Regions from separate parts of the Sus scrofa genome. Here region 1 is linked to region 2. A link is a contact called in public promoter capture Hi-C data. All regions are on one chromosome and are shown on one strand. Each heading gives the region's core, a stretch centred on a gene start, on an enhancer-like site or on the middle of the called end of the contact. The rest is flanking DNA. Distances are from core to core; before and after follow the strand shown.

Region 1 (5,831 bases), core at 1,272-3,771, 140 kb after region 2:
TCACCCCCCCGGGAAGCTGACCTTTTGTTAAAGGTAACGGGGGTTCCTGGGGGGCCTCCCAGAACGGAGGGCGGGACTGGGGGAAACAAGCAAATCTGGGTAAGTACAGACTTTAGTAAAAAGGAATGCTCATTAGGGAGTTCCCGTCGTGGCGCAGTGGTTAACACATCTGACTAGGAACCGTGACGTTGCGGGTTCGATCCCTGGCCTTGCTCAGTGGGTTCAGGATCCAGCGTTGCCGTGAGCTGTGGTGTAGGTCGAAGACACGGCTCCAATCCTGTGTGGCTGTGGCTGTGGTGTAGGCCGGCGGCTACAGCTCCAATTAGACCTCTAGCCTGGGAACTTCACATGCCGCAGGAGCGGCCCTAGAAAAGGGAACAAAACAAAACAAACAAACAAAACCAACAAACAAAAAACCCAGTAATGTTCATTAATTGTGACAAACAAACAACAAACAGAAAAGCCCCGCCATACTAAGGTGTAAGGTGTTCAGTACACCGGGACCTGGGAAGGGGACGTGTGTGGGAACTCACTCCACGCTCCCTCTCTCATTTTTTCCGTAAATCAAAACCTGCTGCCCCCCTGCCCCCCAGTCCCTGGAGCCCCGTGGGTTTGGAAGGTCCCTGCGAGGAGCTCCAGGTAGGGATGTGGCTCTGGGTGATCTCTGAGCTCCCACCGCTCCTCCAGGAAGCTGGAAGGACCTCGGACCCCAGCACTGAGGCAGCGCCCTGCTGGTTCCCTTTCTCCCAGCGCCAGGTGTGGACCGGCGCCCAGCAGGTCGCGGCAGGTGCCCGGGCCGGAGCCTGTGCACAAGGGAAGCGGACACCCCCACCCTCCCCAGTCCCCTCCCTTTCAAATCCACGAGGCTGGGCGGCGCGCCCGCTTTCCGGGGAGAAACCAGCCTCCCAGCCATTCTGCTAAATGTGCCTAGAGCCGTAGTTCCTTCAAGTCTTGGAATCACCGGCTACTTTTTCAGGGGGTCTGGGCCCCCTAGGGAAGCCACGCAAGCAAGTCTTGCCGCCTTCGCTCACCTTTGAAAAAGTGCCCGCGGGAAGCGGAGTCCTGCCCGTGGGGAGAGGGTTCTTCCATCCAGCAGAACTCTTTCCCCATCAGAGGCCGACCTGCCTGCAGCGCCCTGGCCAGGTGGGCACGCACTCAGCTGCGAGACGGGCCAGAATACCACGCAAAGCAGCCCGAACACGCGGGCAGCCCCGCGCCTCCTATGTGGCGACTTGCCTCACCTGGAGCAATCTCCCAAAAAGTAAGGACCGCCAGGAACAAAGATTGAAAGCGACCTAGTCTCCGAAGAACCCACAGGCACTAGGCGGGTCGCTCGCTTGATGACTTGAGTTCCAATCGGCGGGCTTCTCCTGGCACCGCCCGGCTCAGCCCCGCTGGCCCTGGCACAGCTCCCCTCGGGCACAGAGCCCTGTGCGCCGATGGACGTTGGTTCCGGGGAGGCGGGCTACCTGACGCCGCCCTGCTGGCTCCCGCAGCACCTCAAACCACAGAACCCTCCTGGGGGTCACGACCCCTAGCCCCCCAGGCACCCTGCACACGGCACCAGTCGGCCCAAGAGGGCCAGTTAGGGCCGAGAGTACCGACGGTAGGAAACTCCTCTTTCGATGTGAGTTGTCAGGGCGGGAAATCGAGACCCTACGGTGGACTTGGAGGCGGCCCGGTCACCGGCCTTCGGGAGGGGCATTTGGGGACAGAGTTTGGGATAAACACCCCCAGGTAATCCTGTGGGAGGCTGTTTTGCGCTCACGCCCCTCCCCCACTCACCCTCCCCCGTCTCCGGACTAGCCATCCGGCCAACCTTAGGCTCGAAGCTGGGGTCGCAGGTCACTCTCTTCCACCCTCCTGGTTTGGGCTGGGGTCAGGGCCCCCTCCCCCCGCGGGCGGCCACCTCCCGTGCATCCTGCGCAATTACATCGATATTTACACGTTCCCCCCCCCCCGCCCACGACACACAACTGGTGGAGGCCAGTAATTTGCCAAACAATCATTTCCCAGCCAAAACGCAGCGAAAAAAATCAATGACGGCACCATCAGAGCGCCTCTTCCAAAAGTTCCCTCCCGGGGTCTCAGCGCAACACTCCGCCCCTCACGCCCCCTGCGGTCCATCCGCAGCCGCGGGAGTTGGATCGGGGGTCCTGGGCCACGTGGGCGCGGAATCGCCAGCTTCAGGATGGTCCGGACTCGCCGTAAGGGGAGGGTTGGGGAAGCGGGACGCGCGGGGCGCTGGCCCAGGTCCGCCGCGGGCGCGTGCAAGATGATGCAACCCAGGCCGAGGGGCTGGGGCGGCAGGGACCCCCTCCTGGACGCTAGTCGGATCTCTCCGCCTAAGGGTAGGTTCAGTCTCGGTCCGGCAGGTGCTCACCTGGACCGAGACCGGGGAAGAGCAGCAGGCTGGGCGCCTCTGAGAGCGGCGAGCAGTGACCCGGAAAGCTGCGACTTCGAGACCAGACCAGGGGCTGGCCGGCTCCCTGGGGACCCGGCGGCCAGAGTGGGAGGGAGGCGATTGGCCGAGAGGAGGGGGGCGGGGGCCGGCAGCTGGCCAATCCCAAGTTGCGGATTGCCGGGCCGCCACCTCCCTCGTCCCCGCCCCCTCGCCCCCCCAACCCGCCCCGCCCTCAGCGCCCCGCCCCCACCCCGCCCCCAAAGCCTCACCTCGGGTCAGGACCCCACCCCCATCCCTTAATCTCTCTTGACGCAACCAGGCGCCCTTGGCCCCTGTCCCCTCCGCTCCCCGGACCCCCGCCCGCGCGGCCTGCCCCCTACCCTCTCTCTCTCCCCTGCCCCCTCCCCCCGCCCCGCGACACGACCCCAATCAGAGCCGCGCTTCTGTGTGCAGAACGCTCTGTACCCAGTGTCCACCAGGGTAACGCCTTGCTCTGCGGGGAGTAATGAGGACGCATTGCTGAGTTACAAACGTGCGGTCGGGAGGCCCTGAGGATGGGCCTCAGCGCACATCTCACCTGCCGCGTCCCCTCATGCCGGCCCTGGTCCTGCGACCGCCTGACGCGGTTCTTTCTGGTCGCAGGACCCCAGAGCCTGAAAGCCGTGGGCCTGCGCGCACAGCACCCGGGCTTGGGATCCACCATGCGGTTCTTTCCTCCCCCTCAGGGTCCGAGGACCCAGCATATACAGTGCTTCCGCCCTGGACCCCCGTCTGCCCAGCCCGGTGGCCGTTCCCATCAGGGATGGAACCTGAGAGCACGTGGACTTGGCCAGAAGCCACAAAGCGGCTGGCCGGCCGCCAGCGGGCTCTCCCTGGCCATGGGGCACCAAAGGCTGACAGCCAGGAAGGCTCTGACCGCTAGGAAGGCCACCACTAATAAAAAATATTCCAAACTGAGTGCTCCTGACTTTTAAAGAGCCTGTCTACCTCTTGAGGTTCCGAGCTGCATGGAGAGTCCCTGACCCTTGTGACTAAGTCAGGGGCGGGGCCCCGGCTTGAACAGAGGACGGAGTTACTTTGCCCAGCACCCAACTAATTAGAGCTCCGGCCACGTGCCAGCACTGCACTGGGCACTGCAGGGAAACAGGAGTGCCTGTGCTAGGGGAGCGGCCTCAACAAGACAGCGCTTTATTGAAAACTTCCGTCAGTGAGGAGTTCCTATTGTGGCTCAGCCGGTTAAGAACCAGACATAGTCTCCACTGGATGGGGGTTCCGTCCCTGGCCTCACTCCTTGCTCAGTGGGTTAAGGATCCGGTGTTCCTCCAAGCTGCAGGGTAGGTAGCAGATGTGGCTTGGATCTGGTGTGGCTGTGGCTGTGGCGCAGACTGGCAAATGCAGCTCTGATTCAACTCCTAGCCCGGGAACTTCCATATGCTGCAGGTGCGGCCCTAAAAAAGAAAAAAAGCAAAAACAAACAAAACCTTTCATTAAAGAGAAGGGACATGGAGAATGGTAAAGCCAGGGATGGAGAGACACAGCAGTGGGAGAGTCGTGGATCAGGTCGTCAGGAAGGCTCTCTGGACCAGCGACACTTGAGCAGAGAGCTTAGGGACCAGATCTTATTCTGGAGAAGGATGTTCCCACCTGAAGACAGCCCGTCAGTGCAAATGCCCGGGGCAGGGACAAGCCCAGGGTGCCAGGAGGACCAGGGAAGGTCCATGCGGCTGCAGAGGATGGGAGGCGAGGCCGGTCCGAGGGCCTTTGGGTCCAGGGCGGGAGCTGGATTTTAGTCTCAATGGCCTGGGGCCCCGGGAGGGTTTCCAGGGGGGAGTTTTTGATTATGCGCTGAATTATTTTATCTTGGCATAATTTCAGACTGCTATAAAAGTGGCAAGAAGAGCATAAGGATTCTAAGATACTGGGTCCCAGATGTCAAGCTTTTGACATCTGGGACCCAGATGGCTGCGAACTCCCCACATGTGGAAGTTCCTGGGCCAGGGATTACACACAGCAGTGACAACACCGGATCCTTAAACCCACTGTGCCACCAAGGAACACCCCCAAATGTTAGCCTTTGACTAACCCCGAATCTGTGCGCGTGAGCTTATTTGGAAAGAGGGTCTTTGAGGATCTAATTCACTTCAGAGGAGGTCATACTGCAAAAAGAAGGTGGTCAGGACAGGCGTCCTTAGAAGAAGGTTGACCCCTGTCCTTGTAGGAGGGAAATTTGGACACAGACACGGAGAGGAGGTGGCCAGGTGAAGACGAGGCAGAACCGGGGGTCTTACGGGCTCAAAAGAAAGACACTGGCAACCAGCAGGCGGTGAAAGAGGCAGGAAGGAGCCTCCCCCAGAACCCAGAGGGAGCCTGGTCCTGTGGCCCCTGATTTTGCACCGCTGGCCTCCAGAACTGTGGGAGGCCAGAAATTTGTGTGGTTTTATTTTTTGTCTTTTTAGGGCCACACCTGCAGCATATAGAAATTCCCAGACTAGGGGGCGAATTGGAGCTGTAGCTACCGGCCCACATCACAGCCACAGCAAAGAGGGATCTGAGCTGCATCTGCGACCTGCACCAGAGCTCACGGCAACGCCGGATCCTTGACCCGCTGATCGAGGCCAGGGATCAAACCCACATCCTCATGGATATTAGTCAGATTCGTTTCCATTGCGCCACAACGGGAACTCCCTAAAATTTTTTGGACATAATTTTAGACTGCCAGAAAAGTGGCAAAAACAGTACAAGGAATTCCCAGATGCCCTTCATCCAGATTTTCCAAATGTTAAATTTTTCTCACGTTTGCTTTACACTCTTCTCTCTCTGCCTCTGTGTCTATCAGAGTCACGCATGAAAAATATGACTCTAAGGAGTTCCCACTGTGGCGCAGCAGGTTGAAGATCTGGCATTGTCTCTGCCTTGGTGGAGGTTTGATCCCCAGCCCAGCGCAGTGGGTTAAGGATCCAGCATTGCTGCAGACATGGTCACAGCTGCAGCTCGGATTCAATCCCTGGCTGCAAACGCCCCTGTGCTGTGGGTGCCGCTGAAAAAGCAACATGACTCTCAGTCTCTGTCATCAATTTGTCTAAGATCTTATCTATTCGGTTTTCTGAGTGATTGAGGGTAAGTTGGAGACTCGATGTCCCTCTACCGCCAACTACGTTAGGGTGTATCCCCCCAAAGAACTGTTTTCTACAGCCACAGATCACCTGTCGAAAGGAAGAAGTTAAGCTAAAACTGCATAAATAAATAAGTAAATAAACAAACAAAGGCTTTAAAAAACAGACAAACAAAAAGTTAACATCGATACCAAACTCTGACTCAGTCAACAGCCCTTCCTCAGGGTTTGCCAGTGGTTCCAACAGCATCCTGCACAACCAGTCCTTGGCCACGTGACGCCCTCAGTGACCCTGTCTCTTCAGCCATTCTTTGT
Region 2 (5,931 bases), core at 3,367-5,866:
GACTTCCCGCCTCCAGACCAGCGAGGAACAAATACCTACGGTTTAAGCCACAGGGTTATAGCAGCCCTGCTGACCAGTCAGCTGCCACCTGCTGTCACCCCTGTCACGGTTCACCCTCCACCGTCCCTACAGGCTGTGGAGGCCAAACCAAGGCCAAGGGCAAGGGCCACGGGCAGGGGCTCAGGGTCAGAGACCTCCAGGCTCCTTGGAGGCCTTCACCCTGAATCTGGTAAAAATGAAGCGATGCCACCGAACGCGATGTTTAACTGGAGTGGAATCGAGGCCAGAGTGGGTATTCTCTGCTTCTGGTGCCACCTGGAACGTGGCTTTCTAGTCCTCTCTTAGACGGTAAGATAAAATAAAGTTCCAGGAGGTGTGGCTTCCCAGGCACAGGCCTGCATCGGCTACAAGGGGAAATCTCTCGACCGAGGCCCTTCGGTCGTTCAGACACTGGAACTACGCAGGTTCAGTTCTGATCATCAAGGGAGAGTTAAACCACGCAGCCCCCCGCCGGAGGGGGGGACTCTGCTCCACGTGGCTGTTTCCATCAGCTTCACAGAACAACCGGAACAAAGCCTGCTGCCCTCTAAAGGGAACAGGGAGCTGTGTACCAGGAGGCGGTCACAGCCAAGGCAATGCGTGTAGCCTCGCACCTCCTGTGGGCTAAGACGGGGAAGCTCTCGGGAAGTCAGGGCTCAGGACTGCAGCACCAGCCCTGGGGGCGGCGGAGAGCTTCAGAGAGGACTCAAGGGCACGTGCTCTTGGCTGGGTGAGCGCACACGCCGAGGCCTGGGGACATCCCTGTTGGAGCTGAGTTACTGGCATCCTGTCCCATCAGCACTCAGCTCCCAATCGTTCTTCAGATAAATAACGCACCAGCTTCAAACTCACCAGGTTACAACTGTGGCCCAGGTACCTGAACTTACACAAAACCCCAGCCACTCTCGGGACACGCTGCTGTGCTCTACGTCTGCCACCACAAGGCTGGCGGACACCACGTGGAAAGCAGGATGGCAGCGCAGCCAGGGGCACAGCCTGTCGCCAGAGGGAGCAGGGCAGGACCCAGCTCTGAGCTGAGCGACTCGGACTGCCGTCCAGGCTCCTGGCCGGGGGGTGCGGCTGAGCACAGCACCCCCCACCCCACTCACAGCCCCGACCTAAGAATGCAACCAGGTAACACACATCAAGCACCGGGAGCCGCCCGGCTACGTGTTAGTCGCCTGCGTCACGGGTCCTGTCACTACGGTTATTGGCATGCAAGGCTAAGGTGTGCATTCAACCGCGAAAGCGTTCAGCGTTAGCATCTCATACCTGACACTCAGACATTGCCATGGTTTTGTACGGAAAAGAATCAGACGCTTACTGTCATCGGTTAAAGCAAAATAGCTGCCAGACTTGGAGAAGGTGGACGCCAGGATCGTGTCACTCCCTTTATCCCCGGGCTGTCCGTCCTCCCTGAAAAACAGCATCGGAGAGTCAGGCCCTCCGGAGAGGGAGGTGCACCCGCGGGCTAGCCGTGCGCATGTGTAAAGAGAGCACGGGTACAACGGGTGAGGAGGTTCGTGTGGCCAGAAGGTGAAACATGTCCAGGGGATACGGAGAGGTTGAAGACCACGCGACTCTTTAAGAGACAAAGCTAATTTTTTGGCCCACAGCATATGGAAGTTCCCCAGGCCAGGGATCAAGCCCACGCCACAGCAGCAACCCAGGCTGCGGCAGTAATGACACTAGACCCTTAACCTGCAGAGCCACCAGGGCTCCCTAAAGTCTTTTAAAAAGTGCTAACATTCTTGGGAGTTCTTGTTGTGGCTCAGTGGGTTAAGAGCCCAACACCGTGTCCATAAGGATGCAGGTTCAAGGCCTGGCCTTGCTCAGCGGGTTAAGGATCTGGCATTGCTGTGAGCTGCAGCTTAGGTCACAGATGTGGCTCCGATCCAGCGGTGCCGTAGCTGTGGCGCAGTCCCACATCTGCAGTGCCAATTCGACCCCTGGCCCAGGAACTTTCATATGCTGCAGGGGCAGCCCTAAAAAGACACAAACAAATGAGAAGTGCGAACGAAGTTGAAAGTTAGTTCCACATCTCACTCCTGAGTTGGTACCTCGTTTAGGCACAACCAGAAAACAGAAGTGAAGAATTCAGCCAACGAGACAACGATTTAACTTCTTAGACTGTACAGTCCCATCATGCAAACCATGAACTGGCCCCGAAGAGGCTGCTGCATCACCTCACCCTTTTTGCTCTTGTTCTTGTGTCTTCTTTTGTGCAGTACTGCAGTCATATGTGAAAAGGCTGTCACCATCACTAAGGAAAAATAACAGACATATTTTAAAAGAAGCACTTGGTTAACAAAAATGCTCATTCCTGGAGATCCCATCATGGTGCAGAGAAAATGAATCCAACTAGGAACCATGAGGTTGCAGGTTTGATCCCTGGCCTTGCTCAGTGGGATAAGGATCCGGCACCGCCGTGAGCTGTGGTGTAGGTTGCAGACGTGGCTCAGATCTGGCATTGCTGTGGCTGTGGTGTAGGCCGGCAGCTACAGCTCCAATTAGACCCCTAGCCTGGGAACCTCCATATGCCAAGGGTGAAGCCCTAAGGAGACAACCAAAAAAAAAAAATTCTCATTCCTTTTTTTGGGGAGGGGGGCTGGATCAAAACGATATCTGCACATTCACTCAGGGCCTTATCCTCAAGAAATTGTCTCTGCATGTTTCAGGAAACAGTTAAGGAGTTTTATTTGCTTAACCTGCTATGTTTCTATTTGCCACACAGAACTAGCATGCTCCATCCATACAAATCAGTTAAGTATCATCAATGAGGACAAAAACCCAACAGGAAATATCATGTACTAGAAAAATCAGTACAAGGTGGAATGTGAAGAGAAATCATGTTCTGATGTCAATGAATTTTCAGTAGGTCTTTTGCACCCAAGTTTAAAACTGCCATTATTTGTATGGGAAAAAATACCTCGGAAAAGCTTCCATGGTTGCCAAGCAACCACTCATAAAAGCTACCCATGTTCCCTAATGGACCCTGGGCTCCCCCTCCAGGGCCTGGCACGGAGAAGACGTCCTGCACCAATGTACAGCCTTTAAAGTGGCTGCGGCGGAACTGTTTTCACGTGGAACACTGTGGTGCAAGAAGAGAAGCAGGAACTCTGCCGGCCGTCTGCCACCACATCTCAAGAGGTATGGACGGAAACAGGCAGAGTCTACTTGATCCACACCTCTATGTGGCAGGTGTTAGATACCACGAGGCTCTGAAACAAAAAAACCTGGGACAAACAACAGGTTTGCGAATAAATTTGTGAAATGTGAACTTAACATCGAATTGCTCTAAAACCAAACGTTGAGCAACGAACACAGAGGGTACATTTACATTTGACAAACACCTCGTCTGTTTCAAGTTTGAGAGACTCGAAACTACCGTGGAAAGAAGAAAGGAACCGAAAGGAACCACTATTAATAAAAATGAGGCTCCTAAGTCAGGACTCTTCGATCAACAAACGTACTGACTAAAAAATCCCGAGGACAATAGAGAAGCTCCGTGAAATGAGAAAAGCAGAAGGAGGACTTTGTGCAGAGCCACTCAAGGGTGGCATAGGGCGGGGTCCATGGATGTGGGCGGGGATGAGGGAACAGGGAGGACCGCAAGGAGACGGAGGCTAGAAAGGAGTGCGCCCAACACGTTCCCGGAAAGCAAACCCTTCTCCCTAAGGGAGGCCAAGGGCTGCCTTCCTCCCCACCAGCCAGAGATGATCTGACCGGCGTCCTCCGGGTCCCTCACTGGCCCAGCCCCGCCCGCGTCGCCCCCACGTGATCCGTGCCCGCGGAGCCCGGAAGTGTCCGGCGCTGACCAGGCAAAGAGCTGCGCAGAACCACCACTGAGACGGCAAGGGGCGCCCTGCGCGGGTCGTGCGAGAAGGGTGCGAAGAGCTCGCAGGCAGCGGTGGGGCTCCGCCGAGTCACCCCAAGGCGGCGCGGGAGAGCCGGGACCTCAAGGCCCCAACGCGCGACCGCAGCCTGGGCTTCTGCTCCAGGCCTCGACCCCCTCACCTGCTCGAAGTGGAGGTGGCCAGCAACCGGCTGCCGCCTCGCACCACCAGCGCTTCCCCGCACAGCGCCAGCCCTACGGAACTCGCCATTTCTCTGGCCTCTCCGCCACCCACGTGCGCGCCCGGGGCCTCTTCCTGCCGGCGCTGGGGAGTGACGTCACGCGCAGCCGCCGCGCGGTGACGCGGTGGGACGCGCCGCCTCCGGGCATGCGCAGACAGGCCCTCTTGCCCTTCGGATTCTAAGAGGGCGTCTCTCGCGGCCTTGGGGGGTTTTGTTCGAATTTGTCCCGGTGAAGTGCACCTGCTTGTTTAGTTTCCGCTCTTCCTCCGGCCTGGGTGGGGCCGGGTCTGGATCTTTCTCGGGCTGGTTGACTTGACCGGCCTCGAACCTACTTGGTTTTTAATAAATACTCCTCCAAGAAACGGGAGGGTCTGAGCTCGTGTCCAGGTCCAGCATGGAGGGGTCTGAGGAGGACTCTGTCCACAAAGAAAGTCCGCAACCTCACAGTTGAGAAAGAAGTGTTTTGGGTTTTGTTTTGTTTTTTTTTCTGTTAGGGCCACACCCACGGCGTATGGAGGTTCCCAGGCCAGGGGTTGAATCGGAGTTGAAGCTGCTGGCCTCCACCACAGCAGCAGGATCTGAGCTGCCTCGTGGACCCACACACAGCCCACGGCAACGCTGGATCCTTAACCCACAGCGTGAGGACAGGGATTGAACCCAAGTCCTTATGGATGCTAGTCCGGTTCATTAACCACTGAGCCACAATGGAAACTCCCGAGAATTAAGTTTTTATTTGGGGGAAAATTAGGACTTAAGCAGGAGAGACAGCATCTCGGGTAGCCCTGAGAACCAGCTCAGGGGAGGTTTAAGCAAAGAGCAGGAAGTCGGAACAAAAGAGGCCTGGGCTCACTGAAATCCTTCCTTTGATATGCACCTCCCGCTCTTGGGGCCAGTATCCTGTGGATTCCTCGGCTCTCACCCTTGGAGGTGACTGCGTTCACAGAGGACCTTGAATACTTGGGTGGTATTCAGACTGGGCTGAAAGACTGCCGCACACACATCTTAAAAAAGTTTGTGGATGGAGTTCCCGTTGTGGCGCAGTGGTTAACAAATCCGACTAGGAACCATGAGGTTGCGGGTTCGGTCCCTGCTCTTGCTCAGTGGGTTAAGGATCCGGCGTTGCCGTGAGCTGTGGCGTAGGTTGCAGATGCGGCTTGGATCCCGCGTTGCTGTGGCTCTGGTGTAGGCCGGTGGCTACAGCTCCGATTCAACCCCTAGCCTGGGAACCTCCATATGCCACTCAAAAAAAAAAAAAAAGTTTGTGGCTGATCTCCTGAAGGTCACTACCAGTCACCAGGAACAGACATCACCATGAAGGATTTTCGTGTTTTTCTGATGGGGGAGATGCAAGAATTGGGCACGTAAAATCGTCTCCTAAAAATACCTATCTGAAAGCCTGTCCTTCCAGTTTTCCCAGAGAACAGGGGGCCTCACTCCTCTGTCCACCCTGAGCTCTGCTCGGGGTGTTGTGGGCCGGCAGCTGCAGTGGCTCATTTAACCCAAGTAGAGTCTGATGGCAAGTGCCAGACGCCACTTCATAGCTCAAGGCAGAGGTCCCTGGAAGGCGATAAGCTAAACATGCCTTAAACACAAAGGTGGAGTTTGGAGTTCCTGTTGTGGCACAGCGGCAGCGAATCTGACTAGGAACCATGAGGCTGGGGGTTCGATCCCAGGCCTTGCTCAGTGGGTTAAGGATCCGGCAATCGTGAGCTGTGGTGTAGGTCGCAGAGGCGGCTCGGATCTGGTGTTGCTATGGCTGTGGTGTATGCTGGCAGCAACAGCTCCGATTGACCCAGAGCCTGGGAACCTCCGTAT

Evidence for each region. Promoter capture Hi-C pulls out the DNA fragments that hold promoters and counts their contacts.
Region 1: a promoter capture Hi-C map of liver shows a contact between it and region 2, with 4 times the contacts expected there. The contact joins the promoter of CBS here to the promoter of WDR4 in region 2. A contact is called at or near these places in 1 of 5 promoter capture datasets (liver) and 5 of 47 Hi-C or Micro-C datasets (embryonic fibroblasts, fetal liver, liver and 1 more).

Annotation. Positions count from the first base shown.
Region 1 is chr13:206,228,842-206,234,672 of Sscrofa11.1, forward strand. It overlaps CBS (cystathionine beta-synthase), which reads right to left and starts at 2,522. Exons shown (of 16, transcript XM_021071046.1): 1 at 2,384-2,522.
Region 2 is chr13:206,090,097-206,096,027 of Sscrofa11.1, forward strand. WDR4 (tRNA (guanine-N(7)-)-methyltransferase non-catalytic subunit WDR4) reads right to left here and starts at 4,617. Exons shown (of 11, transcript XM_005654080.3): 1 at 4,057-4,617; 2 at 2,231-2,302; 3 at 1,364-1,455.